2 separate regions of the Sus scrofa genome follow, and region 2 is linked to region 1. The links are chromatin contacts, called in public Hi-C maps. All regions are on one chromosome and are shown on one strand. The core of a region is the stretch at or near the end of the contact, and the rest is flanking DNA. Distances in the headings are between cores, read along the strand shown. Region 1 overlaps CAT (catalase). Region 2 overlaps NAT10 (RNA cytidine acetyltransferase).

Region 1 (7,119 bases), core at 1,859-4,358:
AGAATGACTAAAATGAAAAAGGCTGTGTACCAGATACTGTGAGAACAAGAAACAGCTCCAACGTGAGTATAAATTGGTTCAGATGTTTCAGAGAACAGCTTGTCAATATTCAAAACTGAACACACACATGTCTTTGGACCTAGTAAGTGCATTCCTATGTAGATTCCCAGTAGAAATGTGTACCTGTGAGCATCAGAAGACATATACAACACGGTTCATTCACATCACCCAAGTGTTCATCAACCAAGCTTGGATAAAAAAGCCTTAGTATATTCCCACAGTTGTGGAGCAATGAAAATTCACGAAGTATGCAGACAAGCAGTAACCGAGATGAATCTTCCAAGTATGACATTGAGCAAAAGATCAAGCATATAGCCTGTATGATCCCACTTGTGTACATTTCAAAAAGAGCGAAAACACAGAATATTAGAAGTAAAAAAAGTTGCCCTCGGGAAGGCCACTGGAGAAAGGGGGGTAATGACTGAGGAGGGATATTGCAGGTGATTTCTGAGCTGAGCGTTTTCTGTCTTGATCTGGGTGGTTGTGACACACTTGTGTTCACTGAAGTCATTGACCTTAACACTTATGTTTGGTATTCTTTACTGTAGGCATGTTACACTTAAAAAGAAAAAAAAAAAATCATTCTCTTACTTGTATAGACTAGTAAAAATGTGGCTTTTCCTTTAAGAGGAATTTGGCCCCACTCTTAAAGCTCTGTGGTTAAAGTGTTGGAGCAGGTAAAGCGACGCAGAATCGTTATCTGGTTAATAAAATGGAACAGCTGCCCCGTCAGTGGAGCCCATGCTCTCCTGTAGTGAGCCGGTGAGCTGTGTGTAGGTGGTGGTTGTTAGCCAGACGTGAGAAAATGCAAGTCAGATCTTTGTGGATACTCCTTTAGTTTGACTTCAAAGTTTCAAGCTGCCTTTTTCTGAACAGTGGTGAATGCTGAAGCTAGGGTTGAGGTCTGATATTTGATAACTTAGAAAAGCTATGAATATTTGATATTTTATGAATTTGCTACTTTGTATATTTTTGGACTTTATAAACATTGATAGAACAGCAGTACATAGGGTAATGCCTGGTGCATTATAGGTGCATGATAAGTATAAAATAATGAATCAATGAATAAATGAATGAAATATTAGAATAAAATCATAGTTCATAACTTAGAAATGATTGGTTTCAGAATTGAGCAGAGGCTCTTAGGATGCATATACCTAGTACTGAGCTTTTATTTTTATTTTCTTTATTTTTAATTTTCTTGTCCTTTTAGGGCCACACCCATAGCACATGGAGGTTCCCAGGCTAGGGGTCTAATCGGAGCTGTAGCTGCTGGCCTATGCCACAGCCACAGCCATGCCAGATCTGAGCTGCATCTGTGACCTACACCACAGCTCTCGGCAATACCGGATCCTGAACCCACTGAGCGAAGCCAGGGATCGAACCCGCAACCTTGTGGTTCCTAGTTGGATTCGTTTCCGCTGTGCCACGATGGGAACTCCTGAGCTTTTATTTTTCACTTTAACCTATGGATATTCATTTAGAGGTAAACCCAATAATCTAAGCAAAATACCATTAACATCTGTCTTCTCCAAGAAAACTTGGCTTCTGACCTATTTAATGAATTAGGGTGTTTTCCTCTTTGGTTCTGGGTGAACTGAACAAAGGTCGTACTGTGCTGAGCTTACATCTGATGACAGCCTGCACATTCTCCACTTGTCCGTAGTAAGGTGTGGTGGCACTTTTAATTGTAGGTGCACGACCTTCTATTTATAAGAGATTCATAAGCTGTGACCACAAAGAACATTACTAAAAAGAAGTTTTGAGCTATCATCTCCCTGTTTTACTTAAAATGAAATAAAACGAAAAGTAAGGAACTCAACATGTGACAGTTTCAACTGTCATTTTAAATTATTCATTCTTGTTATACCAACAAGAAATCTCACATCTCTCTTTCAAAAGTGACATTTGGGGTGAGTTTTGTTTGTGATGAAGTGGTTATTTGATTCTCTGCACTGTGCCCATTTTTATTGAACAGGTGCGGACTTTCTATTTGAACGTACTGAATGAGGAGGAGAGGAAACGCCTGTGTGAGAACATTGCGGGTCATCTGAAAGACGCACAACTGTTCATCCAGAAGAAAGCGGTGAGTGCTACTCTGTCAGCTAAAGGGTGGCACCTGCTGGCAGGAGAAGAGAATGCAGCTATGTGAGAGAACCCTGCAAAGGGAAAATGTCATTTTTTTTACTTGAGCCTAACAGACTTAAAAAATTAGTATGAATCCTCAATCAACCTTTGATTCTTTCCTCTCTGTGTTCTATCTCCAGTGGATATGCCATAGCCATTGACCCTTAGTTTGGTCTAATATGTGGTAATTTAGTGGCGTTTAGGGTCCGTTGTCTTCTATGCTGTTCAATTCGACTGCCGTCAAATTCTATGTAGGACAATATTGTCCAATATCAAAATGTGAGTCCTGCCACAATTTTGCTTAGATTTGAGATAATAAGAAATAATTTTTATGGTTTGAGGTCTGCCTGACCTTTTATGTTACAATACCTGACCCTCCTTCAGAAGCAACTAGAAACGTGCACGTTTTCTGGGAAAAGGGCTAAGCTGCTTCCAAAACTCATGCTGACCTTTTGTGCTGAGGTGCCAGGGGATTTCTGATGGTAGCTCATTGTGCTTTGTACTCACAGTGGTCTTCAGACCTGCCACAGGAGTCTGCCTCTTGTAAACTTAGGGACCAGCTATTTCCTTGTGTCTTGGTTGCTGCTTTGATCAGAGAGGTAGCTGCTGGGATGAGTTCTGAGGCCTGGAGACAAGTACCAGCAGGCAAAATTCCAGCAGGCAAAATTCTGTGTCTCTAACTGTCTTTCACGAGTGTGTGTATGGCAGGTGCCCACTTGTACTTCTTGCTGTCTTGGGCAGAGAGCCTGACTGTTGCACTGCGAGGTAGATGGGGCGGATTTTTTTCGTCTTTGATGAGAATAAGACAGTTTGTAAGTAGCAGAACTGGGCTCAAACCCTTGACCTTCTTATCCTCTCACATGTACTGTGGTTGCAAGGCCTCCTGCAGATTCTTGATGACTCACCTCCTGCTGTCTGCTTGGTCAGGAATTCTTGCTTAAAGTATGTGAAGTTGGGAGGTCCCTCTATGGCACAGTGGAAACGGATCCAAGTAGGAACCATGAGGCTGCGGGTTCGATCCCTGGCCTCGCTCAGTGGGTTAAGGATCCGGCGTTACCAGGAGCTGTGGTGTAAGTTGCAGATGCGGCTTGGCTCTGGCATTGCTGTGGCTGTGGCTGTCGCCAGCAGCTACAGCTCCGATTAGACCCCTAGCCTGGGAATCTCCATGTGCTGCTGGTGTGGCCCCAGAAGAGACAGGAAATAAAAGTATGTGAGGTTACCCAGCAGGGGCCAGTGTTTGATTGCTCACTTTAAATTCAGGCAGTATCTGGGCGTGTTTCTTAATACAAATCACTAAAATTTGTTGAGTTACTCTGAGGTTGGCTCTTTATATGCCATCCGTACAGCTCACCTCATAAGGTGTTTTTCTCACAATACTCTTTGAGGTGGATTTAACGGTCTCATGTTTATGGAGGGTGGATATCGGACAGTATGAGACAGGTTGAATTATCTCACTTATTTTATGGGGAGTGGATATTGAAGCTCTGCTGAACGGCTTCTCCAAGGTCGCCCAGCCAAGATATGTCCGGGTTTTCTCCAGACCCTGCACGTCTTTACTCCATTGGTAAATCCTGTGGCTCTGTGTTCGGTGGAAGTGTCCTTCTGTACCTGTGGAGTGACCGCTGTGAAGCAGACCCTGGGGACTGGCCTAGGAGGGGGCTGGGGGGATGTTTACAATATTTTCATTTGGTTTCAGGTCAAGAACTTCAGTGACGTCCATCCGGACTATGGGGCCCGCATTCAGGCTCTTCTGGACAAATACAATGCTGAGAAACCAAAGGTGAGCCCTGAGCAGCTCAGCTGTGCCGGGGAAGGCATGTCTGGATCCGCACACTGGGCTTCCTGTTATGTTGATTCTCTTCAGGGACAACTCTTCCAATTCTTTTTTTTTTTTTTTTTTTTTTGTCTTTTTGCTATTTCTTGGGCCGCTCCCGCGGCATATGGAGGTTCCCAGGCTAGGGGTCCAATCGGAGCTGTAGCCACTGGCCTACACTAGAGCCACAGCAACGCGGGATCCGAGCCATGTCTGCAACCTACACCACAGCTCAGGGCAACTCCGGATCGTTAACCCACTGAGCAAGGGCAGGGACCCAACCCGCAACCTCATAGTTCCCAGTCAGATTCATTAACCACTGCACCACGACGGGAACTCCTCTTCCAATTCTTAAGCCACTGTTCAGAATCTCGTTTGAAACAGATAGAAAGAACACACACTCTTCATTTTAGCCCTGGGCAGGATAAGACAGTTTAAGGTGAACACATTTTGAATGGTTACTTTCATCGGAGCACAAATTAAAGCTAAGATAAATACCAAGTTGCTGCTGTCGAGTGAGTTAATTAACCTGCTGGTCTTGTTTTTTTGAAACAGAATGCAGTTCACACCTATGTGCAGGCTGGATCTCACTTGGCTGCAAGGGAGAAAGCTAACCTGTGAGGGTCGGGGGCCCTGATCCTGCACCAAGTTGCCGTCTGCCTCTGAAGCAAAACATGGAATTCACACACATACCCATTCGTCACTGGATGCAAGATTCTCCTGTGCTAGACATGCAAATGCAAGCTTCTGTCTGTAAAATGATAATCCAGGTTTCTGTAGCAAATAATGCAATAATGGCTTTGAATGCTACTTTCCTAGGGGTAAGTGAAGGTTAGGGCTGAACAGTCATTTAAAGGGAATGTGTATTTGCCTTTGACAGTTGATTATTCACTTAAAACAACCAGAGTGAAAATTTCTAGCAGATATATGATTTTATTTGATAAGAAAAAACCTTGGCAAAATGAATATCTTTACATTATCATCTCGTGAACTATTATATAAAAATATGGCCATAATTATATAAGAAGAAAAGATGAAAATAATCCACTCAGAAATTTTGATTTTTCCAAGTTCCATATAGGAAAAATATACCTAATGCTTTGGGGTCTTTTGAAAATAACTTCAGTACCATCATGACTTAATGTTTAATCCTGCTTGGAACTGATGAGATTTTTTAAAACTGGGAATTACATTTATGCTAATACAGCATTGATTTTTGCAACAGACTGATTTGTAATTGCTTACATTTTTACAATAAAATAATCTGCACTTAAAAATAGAAGACTGGTATTTGATTTATTTAGGCTCCATGTCTAACTTGGAATGTCTTAAGATACTTAATTTAAATATCCTATGTTACCAAATGCTTACCCTTAAAATTAAAAATGCCAACTTTGGGAGTTCCCGTTGTGGCACAGCGGGAATAAACCCAACTAGTATCCATGAGGATGTGGGTTCAATCTCTGGCTTTGCTCAGTGGGTCAGGGATCCAGCGTTACCGTGAGTTGTGGTGTAGGTCGCAGACGCAGCTCAGATCTAGCGTTGCTGTGGCTGTGGTGTAGGCTGGCAGCTGCAGCTCTGATTTGACCCCTAGTCTGGGAACTTCCATATGCTGCGGGTGTGGCCCTAAAAAGAGCAAAAAATCCAGCTTCACTAGTATGCGCTTTGCTTAAACCGATAGCCTTTAGGCACAGCCTCTGAGACACAGGGGACCAGACCGTTATTCTATTGGGAAAGCAGCACATTGTGCTGCTTTGAAAATTACTTGGAAAATTACTTGAAAATTACTTGGATCTCTTGTTCCTTAGCTTACTTCGTTATCTGATAATGAGTTTTAATTTTTAAAATTTTAGTTTTCAGTTTTTTCTTCCCAGTTTTACTGAGTTACAATTGACATACAGCACTGTATAGGTTTAAGGCATACAGTATAATGATTGAACTCACATCATGAAGTGTTATCACAGTGCGTTTAGTGAACATTCATCATCTCATACAGATACAGCATTAAAGAAACAGAAAATCATTTTCTGGAGTTCCCGCGGTGGCTCAGTGGTAACGAACCTGACTAGTACCTGTGAGGACGCAGGGTCAATCCCTGGCCTTGCTCAGTGGGTTAAGGATCCAGTGTTCTGTGAGCTGTGGTGTAGGTTGCATATGCAGCTCGGATCTTGTGTGGCTGTGGCTGTGGCTGTGGCTTAGGCTGGCGGCTACAGCTCTGATCAACTCCTAGCCTGGGAACCTCCATATCCCATGGGTGTGGCCCTAAAAAAAGACAAAAAGAAAAAAATTTTCTTCTTGTGATAAGATCTCTTAGCATTTCCTCCTAATGATTTTCATGTGTTATAACTTAAGAGCAGTGTTAATTATATTTATCATGTTGTACCTTCCATTTCTAGTACTTGTTTATCTTGTAACTACAAGTTTGGACCTTTTGACTGCCTTTCTCTAAGTCCCCTTCCCTCTGTCCCCCACCTGATAGTAACTACACATCTGATCTCTTTTTCTATGACTTTGATTATTGATGAAGTATACTATGCTCCTGTTACACAACCTAGTGATTCAGTATTTCAGTGCATTTCAAAATGATCATGACGATAAATCAGTTATGATATGTCCCCGTGCAAAGATATTACATAGTTACTGATTGTATTCCTCACACGGTACATCTCATACCTATGACTCATTTATTTTGCAACTGGGAATTTGTACATCTTAATTAATATCCCTCATCTATTCCCCCCCCCACCCTTTCCTGTGGCAACTTTGTTATGTTTGTTCATTTATTTTGTTTTATAGATGCCACATATAAGTGAAATCATACAGAATTTGTCTTTAACTTATTTTACTGAGCATAATACCCTTTAGGTCCATCCTACTTTGCAGATGGCAAGATTTCATTCTTTTTTATGGCTAATATTCCATTATATAGCACATCTTTTAAATCCATTCATCTATTGATGGGCACTTAGGCAGCACTTAAGTCAAAGGGCAAGGACATGTACTGTTACCCACGAAGCCTGTGTGTGTGTGTGTGTGTGTGTGTGAACATAGCCTAATTTCCTGTAGACTTCTCCTTCCATCAGTTCTTCAACACCACTAGAAACTTCACTGGTCATTGT
Region 2 (7,505 bases), core at 1,188-3,687, 300 kb before region 1:
GTGGCAGGTGGGCTGCTCTTGATGGGCCAGGCAGCTGGAGAGGGGGAGTCATTCCACACTAAGGGGCTCTGCTTCAGCCCGTTGAGGGGTTTCATTGGATCTCGGCATGAAGGCTTTCTAGAAGCAATACAGGGGCGCAGAAGTTGTTTGGACTCTGAGGACATTTCTCTTCCCTTCGCCTGTTCCCCCGGGTTTGCTTCCAGATGGGCTATGGCAGCCGAGCCCTGCAGCTGCTGCAGATGTACTACGAAGGCAGATTCCCTTGTCTCGAGGAGAAGGCCCTCGAGACGTCACAAGAGATTCACACCGTCAGCAGTGAGGTGAGCGCCGTCTGGCCGAGCTCCGGCTTCCCGGGAGACGGATTGCCTGGGTCCTTGGGAGCCTCGTGGGCCACTGGCTGTGGGCTGGGCTCTCAGCTCTAGCGGCAGGTTTCCTCGCTGATTTAGGAGAAGCTGCTCTTTCTCCCCGTGGGGCCCTTGGATGAGCTTCATCAGCATCACCTGGGAACTTGGTAGAGCCCGGTTCTTGAGCTGGGCCCAGACCGCCTCGAGCCGAGGCTCCGTGCGGGGCCCAGTGGTCTGCCTTAACAAGCTCCCACGTGAAGCCGATGCATGTTCCGGCTTAAAACCACTGCTTTTCAGCCTTCTCCTCTTCGTACTGAACCCAAGCCGAGGGAAGCTCCGTCTTCCTGGGTAGGAGTGAGTAACGCTAGGAACCGGGGCGGCTTTTCACACGCCTTCATCTAGTTTTTGCCGTGTGCCTGTCCAGGAGATGGGGAAAGGGACTTGTAATTAAGGTCAGGCTCAGAGGTATCAGTTCCCAAGAGCCGAGCCATCCGGTGACAAACCTGTGCCTTCAGAACCCTACCTCTGTCTCTCTGAACATCTGTTAGGCTTTTCTCAACTGTAGGCTCCTTTTGGCATCCTGGGTTCCGAGCAGTGTGAATGCACGCATGTCGAGGGGTTTGGTATCCCTTGGGGTGATCACTGGACTTAGTGGTGCTTTTATATTTTAAAAACCATGGGAACAAACCAAGAAACCTGTCCTGGTTTTTGCTGTTCATCTAGAGCCTGGTGGGACAGGGGTGCTTGGGCCTGTCGCTAACCTTTCTTCCCCCCCGCCGGGGTCCGTGCCCTCCCCTGGCATCCTCAGGCCGTCAGCTTGCTGGAAGAGGTTGTCACTCCCCGGAAGGACCTGCCTCCCTTGCTTCTCAAACTGAACGAGAGGCCCGCCGAGCGCCTGGATTACCTGGGGGTGTCCTACGGCTTGACCCCCAGGCTCCTCAAGTAAGGGTTGGCCTGCCCTTCCTGCCAGCAGCATCCCTTTGGCCTCGGGGTCCTGAATGAGCATTCGGTGGGCTGCTGCCCGCCTTGCCGGCCGCGTCTTTGTCAGCTGCCTGTTGACTCCCCGCACCCCTGGCTCTAACCAGCTTTATGTGTCAGCTGCTCCTAGAAGGCGCACACAGTGACCTGCTCTCTTTGTATCTTTACAGATTCTGGAAACGAGCTGGGTTTGTTCCTGTTTATCTGAGACAGACCCCGGTGAGTGAGGCATCTGGCAGAGGGGTTGGTGACAGGTCTGTCCTTGCAAAGCCTTGGTGCCTTGCATTGTGCTCTGAGTCAGCAGGCCTCTGTTACCAACAGGTCTGTTCTGATGGCTCCCAGAGCAGCCAGCCTCACAGAAAGGCCATGTGGTCACACCTCTTCCCCACTACACAGTGCAGTGGCTTTGTGCTCAATTCTAAGGTGGCAGAGGGTGCATGTAGACTTGTTTACCAGATTCTTCAGTCCTGTAATCTGGGAGCCTCTTTGAATTTGTGGGATTTGGGGGGGAGGTGGTTTTTTTGCTTTTAAAGGCCACACTTGCAGCATATTGAAGGTTTCAGGCTAGGGGTTGAATTGGAGCTGCAGCTGCCAGCCTATACCCCAGCCATAGCAACGCCAGATCCGAGCCACACCTGTGATCTACACCATAGCTCATGGCAACACCAGATCCTTAACCCACTGAGCAAGGCCAGGGATCGAACCTGCCTCCTTACCACTAAGCCACCATGGGCACTCCCTTTATTTTATTTTTTTTTAAAAAGGAAGAGAGTGGTTTTAGGGAAGGAGTGCAGTTGCGCAGACTCGCATCGGAAGTTGGCATCTGCAGGAGGGATGTGACTGTGGATGCCAGACAAAGAAGGGAATAGGGAAGGGGAGAGATAGTTCTCATAAAGAATTTATTTGGCACCTCCCCTGAATCAGATGGCGAGCAAGAGAAGCCACAAAGTTCAGATGGGTAGAAATAGGTAACAAGTGAATGAACGAGAAATTTTCAGGTCGTGGTATGTGCCGCCAGGAAAACCAGCTACTGAAATCATAGTGTAATGTGATGAGCAGTCAGGCTTCTGAGGCGTCGATGACCTTCCAGACCACAGCCTGAATGATGAGAGCGGACCGGCCATATGACAGGCCTGCCTGCAGGAAAGAGCATTTCCTGGAGCAGAGGGCACAGCGCGTGTGAGGACGTGGGGTGGAGAGGAAGTGGTGATTGGAGGTGCACAAGTTCAGTGTGGCCGGAGGGCCCTGAGAAGGAAAGGGTGGTGGTTCGCGGCCGGGCAGGGGGCTCTGGGCAGGGCCTGGGTTCCTTTCCTGCTCCGTTGGAGGGAGGAGTTGGGGAGAGGTGCTGGGGCTGCTGTGTAGACGAGTAGAGGCGGGGAGATGAGTGCGTGAGAGATGCGGTGGTTTGGCTGAGGAGGACGTGGTGAGCTGGAGGGAGGTGGCCAGGTGGCAAGTGTGTTGGGAGGTGAACTGATGAGATGAAGGAGGGGGAATGTGGCAGGTGAGTGAACGGAAGGCTCTGGCTAGAGCTTAGGTTTTTGGCTTGAGAGACTAGGTGAGAAACCGTGTCGGAGGTGCTGTTCGCTGAGATAAGACTCATGGCGGGAGGACCGGGTTTGGAGGTGAACGTGGGGATTGTGTTTGGCACCGTGGTGTGAGATGCCTGCGAGGCAGCTAAGTGGAAATAAGGAAGTAGGCAGTTGACTGTGGGAATCTGTAGTTCACAGGGGAGCCTGGGGCCGGAGACAAATTTGAGAGCCCTCAGCATATACAGCCTGGGGTCGAGGATTTCGAGGGGTCTGTTTCCTTCACAGCTGTACCCCCAGTACTTCATAGCATCTGTTATGTGTAGTATGTGTTCGGTAAATAATCTCATCAGTGAATAAGTTTTAAAGTTGTTAGAAATAGGAACTGAAAGCAAAGAGGATGAGTCCTTGGCGTCTCCAGTGTTTAGAAGAATGAGCCAGAAAACACAGCAAGGGAGGTGGAGAAGCAGGAGCCTTCCTTTGTAGGAGCAAGTCAGGAAGGTGTTGTCAGAAGCCAACATAAATGCATGTGTCAGGAAGGGGAATCGTTGCTGTCAGAGAGCCCATAAGATGGGGACAAACGGCCGTTGGGCTTGGTGGCATTGGTGATCTGAATGGCAGCAGTCTCGGTGGCATGGAGGGATTGGCCACCAGAGAGAGTGGGAGGTGGGGAACAGACGGAATGCACGACTCTTCCACGAAGCAAAGGGAGCAGAGGAACAAGGCGGCTGGAGGGAGGTTGGCGTTACGGCGGGTTTATCAGATGGGAGATTCTAGAACATGTTTGTGTGCTGGAGGGTATGATCCTGTAGAGCTGGCGCGAATACAGGCCACGAGGGCTGATGGCAGGAGTGCCCGCCTGGAGGAGAGGAGGGTGGGACCTGGAGTGCAGGAGGCGGGCGGAGAGCCTGGGCATGGGAGATGTCGGTCCGCTGGTTGAGTGGGTGTCGAGAGCATGAGCAAGTTCTCATTGCACCTCTTTTCCGAAAGAAGGGAGGTCAGGGGCTGAGAGGGAGTGTTGGAGGCTTGATTTGGGGAGCTCAAGGTCACTATCCCAGAGAGGTGCCCATTTGAGAGTTTAAAGTGGGGCAGGTGAGGACCGCTGGGTGGGTGGCTGCTTCCACGTGGCAGGAGCAGCTGTAGAGGGGCTGGTTCCTTGTCACCGAGTTTGGTCAAGGCTGGGGTGTAAATCTGGCAGTCAACTGCAAGGAGCACGAATCGCAGAGAGTTCAGCCCAGACCGCGGAACGCCCCTTCAGTCTCTTTCCCCGCACTGCTTGTTTGTGACTTGAATGCCCTTCGGTTGAAACCCATTAGGTAATTTTTATGGTGTTGGGCGTTGCAGTTGTGTGTAGTAAAATCTTTAAAACCCGTGGTCGCTTTTTAGCACCTAAAGGAGCCTGCACTTGTGAACCAGTTGCAGCAGGGGAACTCTAGCCACGCTGGGTTGTGGCCATGGATTTTTTTTTTTTTTTTTTTTTTTTTTTTTTACTATAAGCACCCAAGACATGCTGATTGAATCGTGTGGTGTTCAAGTTCTAATGACGCCAAGTTCAGAATCTGGCTGATTTGGGCAAGTGGCTCACTCCTCGGGTCCAGAGCAGAAGGCGTGCCCCGAAGGTCTGAGCAGGCCTGCGCCGTCACTGGGGCACCTGCTCAGAAGTGGCAGCACTAAGTGGCCTCTGAAGGCTGTCGTGTAGGCGAGGCCCCCTCTCCTGCCGGGGAGGAAGTGCGGGCCCCTGGGCGCCAGGAGCCTGCCTTCCCTGTGTTTGCCGTTTAGCAATGACGTCCTTCTTAGAAGGGGGTCTTGTGTCTCCCAGAATGACCTGACTGGAGAGCACTCATGCATCATGGTGAAGACGCTGACGGACGAGGATGAGGCCGACCGGGGCGCCTGGCTCTCAGCTTTTTGGAAGGGTGAGTGGGGGAGGGGGGAGCCGCAGGGTGAGGGGCCCCGAGGGCCTGCAGACCTCTGACGGTGTGGTTGGACCCGCAGATTTCCGAAGGCGGTTCCTGGCCCTGCTGTCCTACCAGTTCAGTGCCTTCTCTCCTCCCCTGGCTCTGAACATCCTTCAGAACAGAAACATCGGGAAACCCACGCAGCCAGGTGAGCTAGTGGGGCAGCGGCAGGGCTGGTGGCGCTTGGTTGTGCGAGACGGGAGGTGGCCAGGCGTGTGGTCCAGGGAGAGGGCTGAACTAGGACTGGGGTTGGGGCTGGGGGTGTGGGAGGGGGGTTGTTCCAAGCCTGTATCTCCCCGCGGCTCCTCAGTAGGGCCCCGCTCTGCCTCAGCGACACCATCACCCACTGTGCCTTTCATCTTCATGACAAGGCTTGGGGGATGTGACTTGGCTTTAGAGGTGTCCACACAGCCCTACAGCTGGTCAGTTACAGAACCCGATCTAAGTCCTGTGTGAGCTAGGCTAACAAGCCCGATTCTGAGGCTGTTTCCTCATTCATGAACTTGTAACAAGACCATGCTGCCAGCCTTCTGTGACCAACACATACAAGTGCTTTGGGCATGTAAATTCTGTTTGAATATTTAAAACACAAAAAAGGTGTAAGGGATCATGAGCTTACACAACAGCTGTGGGTTTTTTCCTGTTGCTAATTATGTGTGTCTGCCCCCTTTTTGGCCAGTTCTTGGGTGGAAGACTGTTTCTCGGCTGGGTGCAGCACACCTGCTTTCTGTGATGCTAGGTCCCGAGGGGAAGGGACGAAGTGGGGGAAGAGCCTCGTGTTCCTCTCACCCCAGGGCCCTGCAGACTTTCCTTGGTCTGCTGTGTTGGCGTGGAACTCTGAGCAAGGGTTGCACGTCTCCTGTCCCCGTCCCTGCCTCCCCTCTGCAGGAGAAGGGTCGGGGCTGCCTGGTGGGGCATGTTATATGGGTGGGAGGTTACTTCCAGGGGACTCCCGCCCTGCTCTGGGTGAAGCTCCTGGGGTGCCACCTCGGGACCGTCGCGTGTGCTGTCTGGGGATCCCGTTGGCTGCCCTGACCCCCTGGTTCTGTTGCACATATTCAGCCCTGTGCCGGGAGGAGCTGGAAGCGCTCTTCCTCCCCTATGACCTGAAGCGGCTGGAGATGTACTCACAGAACATGGTGGACTATCACCTCATCATGGACCTGATCCCGGCCATCTCCCGGCTGTACTTCCTGAACCAGCTGGGGGACCTGGCCCTCTCTGCTGCCCAGTCGGTAGGTGGCCTGCAGCTGTGTGCTCGTCTTGCGTGAAGCAGTTTCTCTGCTAGGAATTGGTTTGCACGCGCTCATGTAATTTTGTGCATTTAATTCCTCTCGGTTATGATAGGTGGGTAGTGGTCTCACCTTTTACAGGTGGGGACTCTTCAGCTCGCAGGTTAGCCTTGTGCTCAGCCGTGCAGTTAGCAAGCAGTAGAGCTGCAGTCTGAACCCGCATTCTTCTCGGCTCCCCCATGTTGCTTTGATTCTTGCTCTGCTTCATCAGAGCTCCAGGAGCACCTCTTACTTTTAGTGCAGCTGTGAAGCAGCTGTTTGCCAGGATGAGAAGCTCATTTGGGAATTTCAGGAGGGGTGTTTCCAGTAACAGGATGAATAAGAAGATCCCAGAATAGTGCCAGCTGATGTTTTGTCCCAGATGCCAAGGGACAGGAACTCTGGTTCTCGGTGCCATTTTCACGGGCAAGAGCCTGTCCCCGCAGCCTCTCCAGCAGATTTCCTGTCCTCCAGGCTCTTCTCTTGGGGATTGGCCTGCAGCACAAGTCTGTGGACCAGCTGGAAAAGGAGATCGAGCTGCCCTCAGGCCAGTTGATGGGACTTTTCAACCGGATCATCCGCAAAGTTGTGAAGGTACCTTCAGCAGGGTTTTGGTCCGTTTGGAAAAAATGTGTCAAACCCACTCCCTCCCCCAAGATGCAAAAACGATAGCATTTGGCTGTATTTGACACACACACACACACATACACTGAAGCAGGTGGCTCCAGCTGTGTCTGCAGTGTTCTGCGTTCTCTCCCAGAGGTGCCCTGCGCAGAGTGTGGCGTCTCCGGTCGGTCAGTTTCCCTGCTCCTCCCGTGAACGTGTGCTCTCCTAGACCATGCGGGGCATGTGCTAAGTGACTGGGTAACGCGCTGCTGGGTTTCTGCTGCGCCTTCATCTTCTGCTTCCCGGCCTTGCTCTTTTGTAGCTGTTTAACGAAGTGCAGGAGAAGGCCATCGAGGAGCAGATGGTGGCAGTGAAGGACGTGGTTATGGAGCCCACGATGAAGACGCTGAGTGACGACCTGGTACGCTCCCGCCCAGGGCCCCGTGAACGGCGAACGTCCTGCGGCAAGTCCAGACGCTGGGCCAGCCCTGGGCGCCAGTGTTCCGTGGGTGCAAGCACTCCCACGGCCCCCTGCCCTGAGGGCACCCGAGTGCACACGGTCCCGCTCGAGGCCTCCTGCTGCCTGTGCGTGGCACCGGCTGTCTGGGGGCTGCTATTGTAAACAACCAGTGTGTCCCTTCAGATTTCCAGAAGGCACGTTTGATTTTCATACACGCTCTTGGACAAACCGCCTCTCCCTGTGGAGAAGGAGGGGTCTGCTGGTCGTGCTGGGATGTTCTGTCCCCTCACAGTTCTGTGATGTGGCCTCTGCTTGACTGTCCTTCTATGGCTTTGCCCACAGGATGAAGCAGCAAAGGAATT

Evidence for each region. Hi-C and Micro-C count contacts between places; a contact is called where the count stands out from the background.
Region 2: a Hi-C map of alveolar macrophages shows a contact between it and region 1, with 2.9 times the contacts expected there. The contact joins two enhancer-like sites. A contact is called at or near these places in 11 of 47 Hi-C or Micro-C datasets (alveolar macrophages, embryonic fibroblasts, fetal skeletal muscle and 7 more) and 2 of 2 datasets of contacts at active chromatin or transcription factors (alveolar macrophages and skeletal muscle).

Annotation. Positions count from the first base shown.
Region 1 is chr2:26,491,825-26,498,943 of Sscrofa11.1, reverse strand. It overlaps CAT (catalase), which reads left to right. Exons shown (of 13, transcript NM_214301.2): 11 at 2,039-2,146; 12 at 3,884-3,967; 13 at 4,556-5,279. The coding sequence ends at 4,621. Among named protein-coding and RNA genes, the nearest start is that of ELF5, 38 kb to the right of the region's middle. Within about 2 kb of position 3,108, at least 4 of the 83 cell types and tissues checked have an H3K27ac peak or open chromatin away from gene starts, as enhancers often do. A contact at or near this core is called in alveolar macrophages, where this site is marked.
Region 2 is chr2:26,791,388-26,798,892 of Sscrofa11.1, reverse strand. It overlaps NAT10 (RNA cytidine acetyltransferase), which reads left to right. Exons shown (of 29, transcript XM_003122875.5): 19 at 204-320; 20 at 1,153-1,286; 21 at 1,493-1,541; 22 at 4,668-4,764; 23 at 4,844-4,954; 24 at 5,869-6,041; 25 at 6,552-6,671; 26 at 7,006-7,104; 27 at 7,486-7,505. Among named protein-coding and RNA genes, the nearest start is that of NAT10, 32 kb to the left of the region's middle. Within about 2 kb of position 2,437, at least 1 of the 83 cell types and tissues checked has an H3K27ac peak or open chromatin away from gene starts, as enhancers often do. A contact at or near this core is called in alveolar macrophages, where this site is marked.